2 separate regions of the Zea mays genome follow, and region 2 is linked to region 1. Evidence: chromatin contacts called from public Hi-C data. All regions are on one chromosome and are shown on one strand. The core of a region is the stretch at or near the end of the contact, and the rest is flanking DNA. Distances in the headings are between cores, read along the strand shown.

Region 1 (6,601 bases), core at 640-3,139:
TATAGAAGAACTTAGTGTGCAAGGTGATCTAACCTATATCAAGTATCCTATCAAGATCATTGATACCTTGACTCGTGTCACGAGGAACAAGGTGATCAAAATGTGCAAAGTACAATGGAGTCATCACAGAGAAGATGAAGCTACCTGGGAAAGAGAAGAAGAATTGCGAGTAGACTTTTCCAATCTTTTCCCTAGCTCATCTTAATCTCGAGGTCGAGATTCCTTTTAAGGGGTAGGATTTGTAAAGACCAAAATTTGGATGAAATAAAAAAAATATTTATACAATAAGTCTCGGAAATTATGAAACCCTATGTGATTAATTTTTCTCTCTTCTCTTTTGCATATGTAAATAAAGAGATCAAGTTGAACAATTTGAAGGTGCATTCATGCTGATATTTTATGTGATGCATTTTATTTGAATAAAGGAATCATAAATTAAATTTGAATTCAAATTATAAATTAGAATATAAAACAGAAAATGAATAAAAAGAAAGAAAAAGAAGAAAAAGAAGAAAGAAAAACCCTAATAACAACACCAATAATAATAAAAAAGACTGACAACCCCGGACAGCCAAATGCCAAATTGGGCCTGGTCGGGGCCCATACTCACCCAAAGCCGGTCTTGTTGCTCAGTCCTGCACAAGCGCATGTGGGCGGCTATCACCACTGGCCGGTGGGTCCCGCTCTCCAGCTGTCGTGGGCACACGCGCATGCTGCGGTCCCACTGACCGATTGGACTTCTGCATGGCGATTCAATCATTCAACCAATCGCGTCGCGACCCGGGATGACGTCAAGCTATGGAGTGGAGTTAGCCTTCTCCGTTGCGATGGCTAAACCCCTATAACAGCCGCCAGCTGGGTTTATTGCGAAGAAAGCGGATTCTATTGAGATCCTAGCGCCTCCTCGACATGGTAGTGTTTGGTTGAGAAGCCAACTAGAACGGAATCATTCTATCTCTGATTTTAGGAACAGAACCGCTCTGTTCTGTGTTTGGTAAACTAGAACGGAGCAGCTCTGTTTTTTGTTTGGTTGCAGAGTAAAATTGAACAGAGCGGCTCCCTCTTTTGTTTGGTTGAAGAGTCACTGAAGTTCATCACAACATGCAGGCTCCGTCCGTGACGGTACGAGCGGGCTGAGAATGGAGTGGATCCGTCTGGTTAATTTTTTGGAGTAGAATGATTCTAGATCTGAGGAGAATATTTCCTAATTAGGGTCACTCCGTTCTAGTTACTTTGTAATCAAACAACAATAAAACTAGGACATAACACTACCTAAGTAATCTGAGACCCTCCCTTTTTCCAAACCTCTCGAGCGCCATACCAGTTTGGAAGGAGACCGGAACCCTAAGGCTAGTGTCGAGAGGCGACATTGCTGGCATACGCTCTACGACGACAAGGGCCTCGACGTTGGGCTGAGGAGTTCGGCAAGGTTGCGCGCTGGGCGCCTGGGGTCTTCCCCTGCGTGTACGGAGACTCGAGAGGAGGACTTCATCGCCATACGTTGAAGACCGGACCGGACTGCCGCGGTGCGAGGACTGCTCGCCCCTGTGTCGGACCATGGTAAAAAAACACCACTATGTTCTTCCTCGCCTTTGCCCCTCTGGCAATTGAGTATGCGTGCAGCAAGTTTTAGCCCTCGATGCACCTTGGTAGTTTTCCGGCAAGGCGCGCCGCTGGCTGGTTCACCGTCGTTAGGGGCCTGTTTGCGTGCGTAGAAGAAGAGCTGCTGGCCATCGGATGTGTGTTCTGTGGCCGGGATTTGGATTTGCCGCTCGTATGGATGGCCTCCACTCTTAATCGTTGGATCGAGGATGGGTGATCCATATCAAATCCAGACCTGCGCTATTAAGGATCGTTGGATCGATATCTGATCGTAGGCGGGGGATACCGGTTCAACATATAATCCGAGCCCTAGATCCTCGGATGAATGGCCTGGGCGCACCGTGATTGCACAGCCTTGACACTTTTCAAAAAGAGCCCTTGCACATTAAAGAAAATAACGCACCATCCCCGGGAGCCTAGGTTTCAATTCAATCAAACCCTTGTTTTTTACGGTTCGGCTCCCGAACTTCTGACAATTTAGTGGTCGTTGTCTAGTGGGCTAGGGAAATTGGTAAAGTTAATTCGAAATTAATTATTAATGCCAAAATACTTCTAAAAACCTTAGAAAATGCATAACTCATTCATTTTAACTCCTTTTTGATCCATTCCAGTTGCATTAAATTTATAATAATATTGTTTATCATCTGGTAACTTTATTTTGTTATGAAACATATTAAAATTATGCACTTAATTTGTTTTATATCTAACACTTAATCCTTCGGAAAATCATAACTTGTTAATCGTAACTCCGAATTTAGTGGTTCTCGAACCTGCGATCTCGTTACGATGCATATAATATTATTATGCATTATGTTCTGATGTTTGGTGTGATGTTAATTTCTCCTATACTATGTTTGTTTGTATTGTTGCGAGTAGACAAGCAAGCAACCGAGGATCCTGGTACTCAGCAGGTGGAAAATACTGAGCAGGAACTCGTTGAAGGCAAGTTGTGCCCTTGACCACTTTGATTTACCCAATAATGTTCTATATAATCACTTTGCCATGCTTAGGCTTAATTTTGATGGGACCCAATAGGTCACCCTAGTTTGGTCATCTTTATACCTTGTTTACCACTGAACTTCTTGGGTAGTTTCTGCTATTGCTATATGTGGTTTTGAATGTTAAGATACCTATTATTCATGATCATGCTTTATTATTGTTATTTTATTATGTTCATGATAAGACTATTGCGTTAATTGGAACATGGGGCTTAACTTGAGATAAACGTGCCACCACAAGGGTGGAATGGGACGCCTTTGGTTGACTAATTAGAAAAGCTATTGGAGGTATACCTTACCCGAAAGGGGCAAGGGAGGTAGGGGAGTTGGGGGTATAGGGAGGTTCTCGGGTTGATCATGCTGCAATGGCTTTTCAGACGGGGGATTCCTATGCCACTCTCAGAAACCCGTAGCGGGTTTTCTGAAGCTAGTGGAACTTTGTAAAAGCCTCGTAGTGTTACCCTACCTCGTGTCCTCGGTAGAGATGAATGGGACTTCTAGACCCCTTGGCAACTAGGTAGCATGACTTGTGGGTAAAGGGTACAACCTCTACAGAGTGTAAAACTGGTATACTAGCCGTGCTCGCGGTCATGAGCAGCTCAGGACTCTCGCATGATTAACTTATGGAATTAAACTCAATCTATCATATCCATCGCATTGTGGTTTTATTATTAATTTTGATCTATTATTACTCTAGTTTGATATATACTTACATTTAGTAACTGCTAATAAAACTTGGCCAACTTATTAAAAGCAATGCTCAGCTTTAACCATTATTTGTTGATCGGCCTTACACTTCACATGGGCTCCCACCTTTGATGAGTTTATACACATTATTCCCCACAAATTGTTGACCTATGATCTTTCGTGAGCTCACCATTGCGATATATAACCCCCACAGGTGAAGAGCAGGTAGCCCAGGAGGAGGACTACTACGAGGAGTACAAGGAAGTCTAGGTGGCGTCTCCTAGTCAGCTTAATGGCGCCAAGGAATAATATTAGATCGCTTTATTATTTTCATTTATTTTTGTAAGACAATTCTGCTATGTAATAATGTTTGTGACATTTATCTCTATACACTTGGTAATTATATGTGTTGTTCTTCTTTGGCGCACATATGAGACGCACCCGGCTTTACCCCTCAAATCTGAGTGTGACATTGGCATAGGATATTCATCTTTAGGAGTTGCTCTATTTAAATTGCGGCAATTAATGGACACTCTGAGCTTACCAAATTCCTTCTTATCCACCGACACAATATTAGAGACCCACTCCGCATATCTGCAAGGTCTAATAAAATTAGCTTCTAAGAGCTAGTGAATTTCGTCCTTAATCCTAAGGAGTAAGTTTGGACGAAATAATCTTGGTCTGTGCTTAAAAGGCCTAAAACCATATTTAATAGGCAGTCAATGCTCCACTATCTCTCGGCTTAATCCTAGCATCTTGGTGTACTTCCAAGCAAAACATCATAATATTCTTTTAATAAACCGAACATTTCATTTCTAGGATCGGCTTCCAGGGTCTTGTTCACAAAAGTTGGCCTTGGAGTACACCCTAAACACTAAACCTCAAAGGCCGGACCATCCGCGACATAGGACCCATGCTGCGGCACTCTCTAGCAGCAGTCGGACTGTCCGGCCTTAGGGTCCAGACTGTCCGTGATAGGGGCTGAGCCATGTGAATCTTCTTGTTTTACCTTGGATCGTCCGGCCTCGGGGGTCGGACTATCCATGACCTGGGGTATGTTCCTTTCGGATTTACTCATCATTTAAACTTTATCTGGGATTTAGCCAATTCTCCATCGGCTCTAGCATTACAGGAATGAAGCATTTCCTATCTATACTTATGAATTGATAATCAGAAAAATCAACTCCTATGAGACATGTGGCAGTCTCATAGGTCCAAAGCACAGGGGCATCGACCACGACGATGTAGGCCGATGCATCAGCATGTACTTGTTCTATATCATCGCCTACCCATTGAAACAATATTTGATGTAAAGTAGAAGGTACACATTGATTAGCATGGATCCAATCTCTGCCTAAGATTAGACTATAATTTCCTTCTACATCGACGATGAAGAATGCAACAGCAATGGTCTTAGTCCCGATGGTTAACTCAACGGACGTGACTCCCTTGGCTTTAATCGAACTATCGGTCCCAACACTGCTGAGCGTCATATTAGTCTTGACTAGTTCATCATCCTGCTTCCATAATTTTCTGTATAATGAGTAAGGCATTAAATTCATGATCGCCTCTACATCTACCAACATTTTAGCAATCGGTATTCCATCGATATGATCGCTCACAAAGAGCGGCTTTAAATGGTTGACCGATTCTTTTGGCTTACAAAAGGCAGTCTCTTTAGGACCAAAATCGAATTGAGCAACGGCAGGTTCATCGTCACCGATAATAGTACAATTGGTTGAGAACATAATAACATTTACATCCATACCTAGGTATTCTGGTGTGGCTGAAAGGGAAATATGCCTTTGGGCCATTTCTAAGTATTTTGGTGATTTAGTGTCTAACACAAGTGCTTAAATGTAAAATGGTGGACAAAGAACAAACCAAGGATAAAGGTATGTTTCTCAGACTTAGTACATTGTTTTAGAGACTAATGTATTGTGTCTAAGTACTGGAAACAGAAAAAATCCAATTGGAAATGTCTTGGCTCGAGCAGCCAAGACTCTGCTGAGTCTGGGAGCACCGGACTGTCCGGTGGTGCACCGGACAGTGTCCGGTGCGCCAGACTGGCTCAAGCGAAGTGGTCGCTCTCGGGAATTCACCGGCGACGTACGGCTATAATTCACCGGACTGTCCGGTGTGCACCGGACTGTCCGGTGAGCCAACGGTCGGCCGGGCCAACGGTCGGCCGGGCCAACGGTCGGCCGCGCGATCTGCGCGGGACACGTGGCCGAGCCAACGGCTAGAAGGGGGCACCGGACTGTCCGGTGTGCACCGGACATGTCCGGTGCGCCAACGGCTCCTAGATCTACAACGGTCGGCCGCGCCATTTTAGGAAGGAAATCGGGCACCGGACAGTGTCCGGTGTGCACCGGACTGTCCGGTGCACCCGACGACAGAAGGCAAGATTGGCCTTCCAGATTTGCTCTCAACGGCTCCTAGCTGCCTTGGGGCTATAAAAGGGACCCCTAGGCGCATGGAGGAGCAGACCAAGTATTCCTACAACATTCCTAAGCACCAAGACATCGATTCCGCGCATTTGGTTCATTGTGATAGCATCTAGAGCTCTTGTTGAGTTGTGAACTCATTGAGTTGTGTTGCGAGCTCTTGTTGCGACTTGTGTGCGTGTTGTTGCTCTGATTTTGAGTCTTGTGTGCGTTGCTAGTTCCTCCCTTACTCCGTATTTCTTTGTGAAACTCAAGTGTAAGGGCGAGAGGCTCCAAGTTGTGGAGATTCCTCGCAAACGGGATATTGAAAGGCAAAGCAAAACACCGTGGTATTCAAGTTGGTCTTTGGACCGCTTGAGAGGGGTTGATTGCAACCCTCGTCTGTTGGGATGCCACAACGTGGAGTAGGCAAGCGTTGGTCTTGGCCGAACCACGGGATAAACCACTGTGTCATCTCTGTGATTGATCTCTTGTGGTATTGTGTTTTGTTGAGACTCCTCTCTAGCCACTTGGCGATTATTGAGCTAACACTTAACAAGTTTTTGTGGCTATAAGTTTAAGTTTCGTAGGATCACCTATTCACCCCCCCCTCTAGGTGCTGGTCTTGGCTTCAAGAGGGAAGCCAAGAACTTGACAAGCCATAAGGCTCCCATCTCCGCCAAGGAGAAAGGGAAGGCCCCTATGGCTAGTAGTGTGCAAAAGAACCATGCCTTTATGTACCATGATAGGAGACAATCTAGAAATGCTTATAGGGGTTATAATGCATATGATGCTTTTGATTCTCATGCCATGTTTGCTTCTAGTTCTTCTTATGTGCATGATAGAAATGTTAGTAGGAGAAATGTTGTTCATAATATGCCTAGGAGA
Region 2 (6,391 bases), core at 2,241-4,740, 130 kb after region 1:
GAGGAATGTTTGCCACACGTGGAGTTTGCTTATAACAGGGCAGTACATTCTACAACTAATCTATGCCCCTTCGAAATTGTATATGGGTTCAAACCTATTGCTCCAATAGATTTGTTGCCCCTTCTATTGCAGGAAAGAACTAATATGGAAGCTTCCAAGCGTGCTGCATACATAAAAAAGATACATGTAAAGACCAAGGAAGCAATTGAGCTCAAAGCAGTGCGCAAGGCAGCAAGCATGAACAAGCATAGGAAGAAAGTGTTATTTGAACCGGGTGACTTGGTTTGGATTCACTTGCGCAAGGAGCGTTTTCCTGATCAGCGCAAATCCAAATTGATGCCACGAGGGGATGGACCATTTCGTGTTCTTACCAAGATCAATGATAATGCATACAAGATAGATCTTCCACCAAGCTATGGCGTGAGCAACACGTTCAATGTTGCTGACCTCTTACCATATACAAGTGAAGACATTTCAGAGTCAAGGACGACTCCTTTTCAAGGGGAGGAGGATGATATGACCACGCCATCAAGCAACACGTTACAACCCCCAAGTCATACTACATCAACTCAAGTACAACCAACATCATCACCGACCCAAGTCTTTGATGGACCAATTACACGTAGCCGAGCTAAGAAGCTACAGCAAGAGGTGCACGCTCTACTTTATGAATTTCGATTAAACACTAATGAGAATTTTATGCTACCTAAGTCGTGTATGTTGATATTACTTAGGTTCACCAAAGAGGAAGGACAAAACATATCAAAGGCGAATCAGCAAGAAGAGCTATGTCCGAGTCAGTCCAGCGCTACAGAACCGTCCAGAAGAAACAGTCATATCTTTTGATTCCCAAAAGCTATGAAGGTCCATAAGTACTTTTCGGAAAGCTCTTGAAGTCTAGTTTCCAATGCTTCTAAAGCCGACTTAACCACATCTACCAGAAAGGCATCCGACCTACTTTAGTGCTGACTGGTCAGAAGGTCAACAGTCTGCTTGATGACCAAGTTTTCGTATTAAACTGCATCATTATACGAAGTTTCATTAAGCATGCTATATATGGTGAGAAAGCTTATCAAGTTAGCTTTCCAATTCAACCAGTCCCACGTCATTTGAAGATTCCTAGAAGAAGTTATTGCCAAAATACTGAAGGCTGCGCAGAAGTCAAACAGCCACACGGAAATCAGCTCTGCAGATCTTCCGAAGAGGCTCCTTCACATTAATGCAACTGGAATGGATTAAAAATTTGTGAGGACACATAGGACGAGCATGCATCCTGATTGTTGCATCATGTTTGTCACCTATACATCCAAAATGCTTCCCTCATCTTTATTCCAGTAACCAGTGATTGTAGATAATGTGGTGTAATGTTGTACTATGAACTTCGATGAAATAGTTGTCCTCCGTTCTTTAGGTAATCTATTTAGGTGTTATATGTGTTTGCTCTTGTACTTGATGTGCCGATAGAAGGTTGGTGACTTGTTTGCATAAACCCAAAACTAGGCCATGTTCTTATTTAGTGAACCATGACCCAAAGTTGATTTTTCCGTTATCCCTCCATGATGCCTTTAGTTTCCTCATATCTATCGAAGGCAAACCAACTTAATCTTATGATTGTTTCCCTCGGTATCTAATAGATACTAATCCTTGATCTTGTAATCTCTGCAATGGGCATAGAAATATGCTTGGGGCTGAATTAAGAGTCTCCCGTCATGCTCCTTTCATCAAGTTAATTATGGCCATGCCTTGTTCATTTCGTCGGTCCATGATCTATTTGACTCTCTACTTGTAATTATTCTGACAAGTAGAGTATGTTTGTATATTATCATCCTTGCTCAATCCATTTGTGTGGCGCGAGACTTCTTATTGGTTACGTCTAGTAATGGTGTTATGACTAAAACCGATGGTGCCGCGACGAAACCGAGGGCCTCTTGTGAATGTACACACATGATTGTAGCGGAGGGAGCCCCTGGAATTCCCGAGAGTGGCATGTTCGTTTGCTGGTTGGCTTGGTGCACCGGACACTGTCCGGTGCACCAAAGGCAGCACACTCTAAGTCCTTTTGCTCCAAATTTGATTGTGTCCCTAACTGAATTTTTTTCTTGGTTTATGTTGAACCTTGTGCACATGAGATACATGACATCTAGACAAACTAGTTAGTCCATGTGGTTTGTGTTCGACGTCAACCACCAAATCGATTATAGGAAATGATTAGGTCCATTTCCCTTTCAACTACGAGGCCTTTACAAAGTTCCACTAGCTTCAGAAAACCTGCTATAGTTTCGAGGGAGCGTAATGCAGGAATCCCCCGTCTGACCGCCATCGCAGCAAAATCAACCCGAGAACCTCCCTACACGCCAACTCCCCTACTACGCTTTCTCTTTTCGGGTAAGGTAGATCTCCACTAGCTTTCCTAATTAGTCAGCCAAGGGCGTCCCATTCCACCCTTATGGTGGCACGTGTTTCTCAAGTTATGCTCCATGTTCCAATTAACATAATAGTCTTATCATGAACAGAAATAGAACAATAATAATAAAGAATGACCATGTGTAATAGTTATCTTAACACCCAAAAATATATATATAGCAATAGCAAAGACTACCCAAAAGTAAAGGGGTAAACAAGGTGTAAAGATGACCAAACTAGGGTGACCTATTTGGTCCCATCAAAATTAAGCTTATGCATACCAACATGATTATAGAGAATATTATTGGGTAAATAAAAGTGGTCAAGGTCACAACTTGCCTTCAATGTGCTCCTGCTCAGTAACTTCTACCTGCTGAACACCTGGGTCCTCAATCACTTGCTCGTCTACTCGCCACAACATAAACAAACATGGCACAAGAAAAATTAATCATCACACCAAATAGAGGAATATATTGTATGATAATATTCTACGCATCACAATGAGATTGTAAGAACAAGAATCACTAAATTCGGAGTTACGGATAATAAGTTATGATTTTCTGAACTTTTTATGTGTTTGGTACAAAATTAACCATGTGATTCATTTTAATCTAGGTTTTATGCTAAAACAGAGTTATTAACTGATAAATAATATTAATACAAAATTAATGCAACTGGAATGGATTAAAAAGGAGTTAAAATGAATTTTCTAGGAATTAAACAAGGTTCGAGAATTATTTTTACACTGAAAATCGTTTTCTAAATTCATTACCCTGATTTTCTAACCCTTTGTACCGCGCGCACTAATAACATAAAGTTTAGGGGTCTACTTACAATTTTACAGGGCACACTTGTGATTATTTTGTATAAGCAGTGGACCACGAGTTCATTTACTAAAACCCGAGGGGTTCATACGCAAAAAGCCAGCATCGAAGGGGTATCGACACAACTGAGCTGTCCGATCAGTGTCCTACGCTTCAGATTAGAATCACGCTCGCGATGAAGCGACACGCGAGGAGAGCCATCGGATTCCAGATCTATGGTTCAGATTTAACAAAGCGAACGAAGAAACAGTACCTAATCGCAGCCCTTGGATTACGCATCAATGGTTAGGATCCAACTGACCATGGCATATGCGCACGTGCCCGATCTTCATCTATCAGTGCGTATCAAATCACCGAATTGGTACGCGACTACCAATCTCAACCATTGAACCCAAGATCAACGGCAGTCGTGCATCCTCTTCCCCTCGATAGCCCAGGATGGCGGCATGCACCTACACGGCGGCGCACCACACCGGCGAACTATGGATTTGCATCCTAGTGTTCCCAATTCGCAACAAATCCATCATACGCGAAGTAGAGATGAAAGCGAAACCAGTGGAGGGAGCTTTACCAGAGGTGCCGATGAGGGGAGTACTAACAACACCGATGCGCGGTATGGTGCTCCCGCAACCCACTGATGAGCAATTCACCCAGCTCTGTCGGTCCTTCCCTTGATTTGCGGTTGCAGACTACTTCCCTAGGCATTGACGACTCTCCTTGGCCACACCCCGAGGATGGAGACCCGACACCGCCGAGAACCACCGGTGGCGGCCCAAATCGCTCCCTCGTTGTCTCCCTCTTTCACCACGATAATGCTTTTTTTGGCTAGATGCGGGTGGCGAACCAACAAAGGACCCAGGGCACATCGGCAGAATCCTTATGTAGGGCGAAGAAGGGGGATAAACGAGATCAAGCCTAACAACCCCGGCCGAAGCGCACGGGTTCGTATCTGCTACGTGTCGGATGACATGTGGGTCCCGCACGCCATATGCACAGGCAAGATTCCACCTCCGCAACGGCTTCTGCCCTAAGGGCTCCACCTGGCAGTTGACCACATGGCTGGGCGAGGGAGGGAGGCTGACAGGCAGGGACCTCATGTCAGTGTAGCACTTTGTGTGGCTGTGACGAGTAAGCTAGGCCGGTCAGGGCGCGCGTTGAATTCCAGTGGGCCGAGGCGCCAATGCCCACGCGTTCTGTTTCCCTTTTCTTTTCTCATTTCTGTTTTCTTTTCTCTTTATTTTTAGATTTCCAAATTAAATTCAAATTTTGTTGTGGAGTTCATATTTGGATCACATAGGCAAATTCACCTTCCAATATGAACAGGTGCATTTATTTTAGTTATATATTTTCTTTATATTTATATAGTATTTTCCCTTATTCTTTATATCCTTTTCAATTTCTAAATGATAATTTTGGTCTTAACTCCCAATTTGGACACTAATATATTTTTTATTAATATTATTATTATTTATAAATGCACAAACAAATAAACTCTAACATGATGCATCAGTCATTTATGTGACATTTGTTAATTATTCACTTTTAAATATAGGTATTGACATGTTATAATAAATAGAGGCAAAACATATAAGGGAGATCAATTCTCTTTTTATTATTTACAAATTGGGTATTACAAATCCTACCCTGCTTAAAAATAATCTCGACCTCGAGATTAGGAAGAACTAGGGAAGAGGTGGGGAAATTCTATTCGAAGCTCTTCTTCTCTCTCCCAAGTAGCCTCATCTTCACCGTGGTGACTCCATTGCACTTTGCATATTTTTATCACTTTATTCCTTGTAACCCGAGTCAAGGTGTCAATGATCTTGATAGGATACTCCGTGTATGTTAGATCACCTTGCACACTAAGCTCTTCCATTGGCAATTGTTCCTCGAGAACACAGAGACACTTCTTCAGCTGAGACACATGGAACACATCATGTACATCGGACAGATGATCTGGTAGCTCAAGTCGGTAGGCCATCTCCCCAACTTGCCTAAAGATTCTGAAGGTCCAATAAAGCGAGGGGATAACTTGCCTTTAACTTTGAATCTTCTCATTCCATGAATTGGTGACACCTTAAGGTACACGTGGTCACCCTCCTCAAACTCCAGTGCTCTTCTCCGGTTATCAGCATAACTCTTCAGCGAAGTCTGTGTTATCCTCAAGTTCTCTCTGATCATTCGTTCTTCTGCCTCTTGAATAATTTCAGGCCTAAAGAACTGCCTTTCACTGGTCTGATCCCAATACAAACATTTTCAGACTGGCCTAGTAACTATTATTATAAGAGAACTCAGCATATGGTAGACTCTTGTCCCAACTGCCCCCATGCTTAAGGGCACAAGCTCTTAACATATCCTCAAGGACTTGGTTAGTTCTCTCAGTTTGGCCATCAGTTTGAGGATGATAGGCTAAACTGAAGTTCAACTTCGTATCCATGTTCTCATGAAGTCTCTTCCAAAATCTTGAGGTAAACTGTGATCCTCAATTAGAAACAATCTTCTTCGGTATACTGTGTAAGCACACAATTCTAGCCATGTATAATTCTGCCAACTGAGAACCTTTATAAGTAGTCTTGACCATAATGAAGTGAGCCACTTTGGTCAATCTATCCACGACGACCCATATGGAATCATAACCCTTCAGGGTGCGAGGCAACCCGGTAATGAAATCCATACCAATTTCTTCACACTTCCATTCTGGTACTTTTAACGGGTGTAGCAGTCCAGCTGGTCTTTGATGTTCAACTTTAACTCTTTGACATACATCACACACAGCCACGTGTGCAGCTACGTGTCTTTTCAGCCCATACCACCAGTATTTCTGTTTCAGATCCTGATACATCTTAGTGCTACCAGGATGAATAGAGTAATCAGAGTCATGGGATTCCTTCAGTATAGTCTCACAAAGGCTGTCAATCTCAGGAACACATTTCTGGTTCTTGAACCATATTGTGCCTTGCTCATCCTCTATGAAGTCTAGACCTCTACCTTCAGCCATCAGATCCTTAATTGCTTGGATTATAGCACCACCGATCTGACCCTTGTGGATTTCTTGCTCCAAAGTAGGTTCCACTTCAATAGTGATCCCTTTAGTATGTGCAACTATTCCCAGGTTGAGTCTTCTAAAATCTTCTACTAACTCATCGGGTAACTAAGCAACCATA

The links. Hi-C and Micro-C count contacts between places; a contact is called where the count stands out from the background.
Region 2: a Hi-C map of bundle sheath shows a contact between it and region 1, with 3 times the contacts expected there. The contact joins two enhancer-like sites. A contact is called at or near these places in 2 of 25 Hi-C or Micro-C datasets (bundle sheath and endosperm).

Annotation. Positions count from the first base shown.
Region 1 is chr2:227,891,317-227,897,917 of Zm-B73-REFERENCE-NAM-5.0, forward strand. No RefSeq gene overlaps it. Among protein-coding and RNA genes, the nearest start is that of LOC100277340, 65 kb to the left of the region's middle. Within about 2 kb of position 1,890, at least 16 of the 20 cell types and tissues checked have an H3K27ac peak or open chromatin away from gene starts, as enhancers often do. A contact at or near this core is called in bundle sheath, where this site is marked.
Region 2 is chr2:228,021,846-228,028,236 of Zm-B73-REFERENCE-NAM-5.0, forward strand. No RefSeq gene overlaps it. Among protein-coding and RNA genes, the nearest start is that of LOC100216879, 51 kb to the left of the region's middle. Within about 2 kb of position 3,491, at least 17 of the 20 cell types and tissues checked have an H3K27ac peak or open chromatin away from gene starts, as enhancers often do. A contact at or near this core is called in bundle sheath, where this site is marked.